Linked DNA regions of Anas platyrhynchos: region 2 is linked to region 1. A link is a contact called in public Hi-C data. All regions are on one chromosome and are shown on one strand. Each heading gives the region's core, a stretch centred on a gene start, on an enhancer-like site or on the middle of the called end of the contact. The rest is flanking DNA. Distances are from core to core; before and after follow the strand shown. Region 1 holds the start of SUGT1 (SGT1 homolog, MIS12 kinetochore complex assembly cochaperone). Region 2 overlaps ELF1 (E74 like ETS transcription factor 1).

Region 1 (2,812 bases), core at 119-2,618:
CAAGTGTGGAGAGAGACTCCACAAGGCCTTGTATACAGCGCGTCACGTCCCAGGTTGTTAATATTAATTACGTGAGCCAAAAGGCCACACCTAGGACCATGCAGGCACGGTGCACCACGTGTAGCACCATGGGACTCACCAGCTCAGAGGTCACTAAGCACAGCCTGCCTCTCGAACCAGCGCTTTTAGGTACGCCCTTTACTGCAACATGCACTAAATAACAACTCTAGAACATTAAATGGTATTTTGAAGCTGACAAAAAAGTCTCCAAGGCACTGAGCACACAAAGAACTGAAAAATTAACTAGACAAGACTAACACAGAGAAAAATGGACAGATTCTGATGGTACTCTTTAATACTTCCAAAGACCTTATGGTGGTTTTAGGTCTTAAATTAATTTTTACTAAACCAGATATATTTGTGTATTCCAAATCCCTTTTTAGATGCCATTTATCTCCTGAAAAACTTTTGCAAGCAACAGAGGAAACTCCAGAGAAGGGCAGGATTCAGCTGGCCTTTTCTTTAGGGAAAGGTAATCCCCTATTACCTTATCCTATACCACCTACTGCGCTCGAGCAGAGCTGTGCATTTACATCCTCCTCCCTTCCAGGTACGTAAAGAGCTACAGATCTGCCAGTTCTGTCTTCTCTTTACCGCTGTTTTTTTTTCAAGAAAAATAACCTCTGAGAACACATCAGCAGGAGTTAATGGGTAAAACACGGGGAGGGGGGGGGAGGAACAAGACAGGAAGACAAAAGCTAATAAAGACTGAAGACATTTCTTCAGTAAGCTTATTTTTCTTCTACTGGTAGCAGCGGACATAGAAATTCGAATTATGGTCTATTTATATGGCACAGAAAGGGTTGGTTTGGTGTTTTTTTTTTCATGCATCCTCAGGCAGCACCAGGGCGCTCCTCGGGGGGGGGGACACCTGAGGGGAAGGAGCCCTGCGGATCCCCAGCTCGTCGGAAGGAGAAGGGAAAGGAGAAGGGAAAGCTGAGGGAAAAGAGAAGGGAAAGCTGAGGGGAAGCCGGGGGAAAGCCTGAGGAGAGCCACCTCACGCCCCCTTCCCCTCCTCTCCCCGCCTCTCACCCGCGCCGCTGCCGCCGGGTCGCGGTCGATGTCGCCGTCCGAGAACCTGCCGAGGAAACACAACGGCGTGAGAGGGCGAGGCGAGGCGGAGGGAAGGAGGGAGGGCGGCGGGGGGTGGAGGGGGGGAACCTGGCGGGCGCTCACCGCGGCGCCACAGGGGGCTGAGGCGCGGGAGGAGGCGCCGCCGCCATCTTGCCCCCAGGAAACTTCTCGAGAGGCCGCGGCCGCCGCGCCCCGGGGCCGCCCCGCGCGCGAGGCCTGACGGGGAGCGCCCCCCCCGCACCGCCAGGCTCCGCCCGCCCCGCCTGGCGCCCGGCAAGATGGCGGCCGCCTGGCGCCCGTTGCCTCCTCTTTCTTCATCCTCCTCCTCCTGTCACGCAGCCCCCCTGGTGTTTGCTCTCCCGCAGCCTCTGGTTTTTAATTTCTGAGCCGGTTTTGAGGCTGTATGTGTAGCCTGGCCGCTGCTGCAGCGCGGAGGAAGGCGGCTGCGGGAGGGGAGCTGCTCCAGCCCCCATTTTGTGGTCGGCTCCCGCTTCCTCCCGTGGAGGGCTGGGGCACTGAGGAGAGAGCCTAGTGTGGATACACCAGGGTCACACACTGCAGCCTAAAGGATACAAACCTTCATTTACACATTAGACTGCTAATAATAAACTCCTGTTGTCCATAAGAGGTCTCCTCTACTTCTCTATCTGACATACACTAAGCTGCCCAAATCACTTTCCTTCATGATAGTCACATCTATGGCAAGAGATACACACAAAGCTGTAACTTTGTGGTGTAGTTTTTCATTTATCTAGTAAACAGGTCAGCAAAACAACCCCCACACTCCGTTAAAAACACTATGATGTCAGTTACCCCCTCAGGTTTCCTAGTATTAAAAAATACCCGTCCTACAGGAAACAGTCTTTATTCTGTAGTCTGATTAAAAGAGTAGCCTGCCTCTTCCAGAGCTTTTGTCAGTGGGAAACAGAAAGCCATGGTCCTAGTAATGCTGCCAGCAGAAGCCCTGCCAGATACACCACGGCCACTTCGCTGGCGTCACTTGCTTTGGTCCGGCCAGGCTTACTGAAAATGGGATCAGGGTGTGGGTTTGTGGGTCAAACCCTAACTGCATGGGAGCCACATGATGGGAGAAGAGAGCCACATGTTCAAGTGCAGAGGCAGTTTCAGCTGCCAAAGACCAGGGTAGCTGTGGCAGAGTGCTGCTCGCTAGATAGTTTTATTATTCTGATCAACTAGAGCAAGAGATCCCTGTCAGTGTTCTTTCACCTTTAGTTTTTCTACTACTTGCATGTTTAAAATTAACCTTATGAATCAATAAATCTATATAAACTTACAGAAAGACGTATTTCCTCGATTTTTTACATTCTACTCGTCTCACTAGGCATCATACTGATTTTTAATCCACCTCCTGTTGAAGCATCGCAATCGGCTAGGTTGAGCCAACAGCCAGCAAGTACACAGGCCACAAGGCCCTCTGTGATGGATGGATGGCACCCCAAAATTACATGGAAAGTTTGGGGCTGTTTAGGAGATATTGGGAAGCAACAGAAAAGGCCACTTCTTGGACACAGTTCAACTTTCATTTGAGCTCCAAAGCCATACAGTGAGTAGTGTTGTTTCACAGCATACCATGCTCACAGTGTGTAGGGTGTGTTCAAGTCTGTCTAGAAGCAATTCATCGATTTCTTATTTGCTCGTGTCCCACCAGAGACCCACA
Region 2 (2,905 bases), core at 325-2,824, 61 kb after region 1:
CATTTTTGCATGGTAATAATTACTGGCTGTCCCAAGAGGACTGCAAGGGCACAGAAGTGCCATGCTTTTATGCTGAATTCTCAGACAGTGCGTAACAGCTCTGGGAAATCTTGAAAAATTTACTTCAGGATGATACAAAGCTATACAATCCTGACTGCTAGATTCATGGCATTCAAAAGGAAACGATCACCTGTGTATACAGCCGGCTTGAAAGGCAAGTATTAGGTCACCTACCTATTTCTGTGGGTTTGCACTCACCTTGCTTTCAAGCAAATATGGGTTTCCTCCTATTGTGCAAGAAGGACAGAGAGGTGAAAGGATACTGAGCATGAAATGAGACTGGTAAAGTTCAAAACCGTACAAATGAAAGAAAAAGTTCAATTTTCCAAAAAATAAGAAGCAGTATTTCCTGAAAGACAATACTGATTCTTGAAATAAATCAGTAGATCATCCCACAAGTTGAGCTTCTGATCCCCTACTATTACACTCCTTCAGAGGTCTATTGCCTTAACAGGGTTGTTCTCTTTGCTCAGGAGTCCTTGCAAAGATAATTTATAAGAATACAAACCTCTTATCTACAACTACAAGATCCTGCAACTATTACAACTACAAGAGATGTTACTACGCCGATAACAGTAAACTTAGCTTTTGTTGTTGTTTTTTTTTTTTATCTTTTTTTTTCCCCTCCTTTCTTACACCAAAATAAATAGTAATACAAAAAATAAAACCAAATATTTGCAAACATATGGTTCTGGACTGGATGAGCAAGGACTGGATGAGTTTGATACAATCAAACTGCGGCCTCTTAACTGGGACAGTCTGCAGCCCACTAAGGAGTCCTCATTAAAAAGCTATATTTTTTCTGTTCTCGAACTGTGAGTCACTCGTTACATTTTTGGATGTTGCAACACATTCATGAATAATAAACACACATTAGGAAAAAAAAAAATCCGCCGTGAACACTGGATTTTTTTTTTCACATCTATATTTATCAGTAGAAAAATCAAAACAAGAATGAAGCTTCGAGCTGAAAAAAAAAGTTTCTATGCAAGGAATGTTGTTATTCACGGACAAAATATTCGGTGTAGCCTGAGACAGGCTCACAGATCGGCACAGAAGTTCGAGCAGGACGACGTTCGCATTACTATTATTGTTTGGCCTTTATACAGCCAGAGCGGCCAGGGGGAGGGATCGCCATGTTCCCCACCAAGCTCCCTCCTAAGGGAGAGCAGCCAGACACCGCCCTTTTGCTGGACAACTCTGGGCCCAATGCTGTGCTTTTGCAGCTGCCCTTATTTTATTTTTTTTCCCTCTTTTCTTTCTTTCTTTTTTTTTTTTTTTTTTTTTTTTAAAGGCTGGGGAGTTAGGCTGCGGAGACGGCACAGCCCCAGAAAGTCAGCCGCGCCACAGGAAATGGATGTTGATACCTCGAACCAGCACCACGGAACTATTTATGCACATTTGTGTTTCAGACAATAACAGACGGCATCCAACACATGCACACGTAGGGACAACATTTTCCACAGCTCCAGTCAGATGAAAAACTGTTGGCTTCCCGTCCGATTTTCGTTGTCCTTTCGGCCCCGCAGCCCCAGGCCGGCCATGCCGCCTACCTCACGCGCTTGGGCGGGCTCCCGGTACAGATGCAGGCCTCGTTTACAGAAAAAAAGGAAATCTTGATACACATCGATTTTTAGAAGCTCCATAAATATGCCCAGATGAGAGCACAAGAGAGTATTTTGGCACTGCTCAGGATACGAGCACAAAGGAAAGGAAAGTGTGTTTATTACCGCTCGTCCAGCTGCTCTAATTAGTGGGGAAAGATAAGAGGGCTAACTTGGAGAGGCAGGAGGAAAAAAAACAAAACTCCAACAACAGCATAAGCAAAAAAAAAATTAAGCTCGTTTAAATAAATACATTTTCCATTGCAGCTCATTCAGGTGGAGGGCTGGCTATTAAAGACCAGTTAGCCAGAAACATGAGCCGCTCACGTGCTCATTCAGGAAGCGATCGATACTTTTAGTGGCTGCCTTACCTGCCCAAATACATGGTCCATTAGTCAACTGATGCATACATGAATCATGGAGAAGAGACAAGGGGAAAAAAAAAAGGAGATTACAGGAAAGAAAAAGTGGGGGTATCAGGGAGCTTGGGCTACAGATAAGGGGGACTGACAGCTGGAAGGCCAACCCTGCGATCTCGCGGCTAAATTTCAAGCTGCTTGCACAAACAGAAGCTGTGTCTCCACGCTGATCTTTGTCCTGGTGAGCTGTTCTAAAAGAAATCACAGATTACAGTTCTGTGGATCGCTCTAAGACACCAAATCTTCACCTCTTTTGGTCCTTTGCCCATAAACATGAGGTGCGACAAGCAGATGTATCCTAGAAGACACTACTGCATGCTTACATAAAGGCCTAGCTTCAAAGAAAATTGCTGCTCCCATTAAGCGTTTTCTAAAAGCTTCACAGGAATCATCTGTCTTTACCCTGTAGTTCAGGGGGCCACGAAAACAACATCAGGCACCAGAGGCTAAGAGAACGAGAGGATATTAGAGCAGGCATGATTTCATACATGGCATTTTTCTCCTGCTTTCCACTAACCGAGGTCATTTACTTAATGGAGGGAGCTCAGCAGTCTCCTTGAGCAGTCTGTCATTTCCCCAAGACTTAAAAAACACTTAGTATCCTCAATGCTCCATCCAAAGCACTATACAATCACTATGTATACATTAGTGATTATTATTTTAGTCCGATACTGGAAATTCAGCATCTCTGTGTTCATGTTTCACCTTAGAACCCATTTTGTCCTTCACTTACAGAGGGCTCCCCAGCTTTGAGGAAAAAAAAACTGGAGCTAGCCAGACTGGAAAGATTTTAACTCCCTCTCCCATCAAGGGACAGGTGAG

What was found. Hi-C and Micro-C count contacts between places; a contact is called where the count stands out from the background.
Region 2: a contact with region 1 is called in a Hi-C map of small yellow follicle, with 3 times the contacts expected there. The contact joins the enhancer-like site here to the promoter of SUGT1 in region 1. A contact is called at or near these places in 2 of 8 Hi-C or Micro-C datasets (skeletal muscle and small yellow follicle).

What each region holds. Positions count from the first base shown.
Region 1 is chr1:175,208,978-175,211,789 of IASCAAS_PekinDuck_T2T, forward strand. It overlaps SUGT1 (SGT1 homolog, MIS12 kinetochore complex assembly cochaperone), which reads right to left and starts at 1,369. Exons shown (of 13, transcript XM_027472473.3): 1 at 1,237-1,369; 2 at 1,093-1,138. The coding sequence starts at 1,283.
Region 2 is chr1:175,269,312-175,272,216 of IASCAAS_PekinDuck_T2T, forward strand. The region is part of intron 1 of ELF1 (E74 like ETS transcription factor 1); the gene reads right to left. Among named protein-coding and RNA genes, the nearest start is that of WBP4, 15 kb to the right of the region's middle. Within about 2 kb of position 1,575, at least 4 of the 8 cell types and tissues checked have an H3K27ac peak or open chromatin away from gene starts, as enhancers often do. A contact at or near this core is called in small yellow follicle, where this site is marked.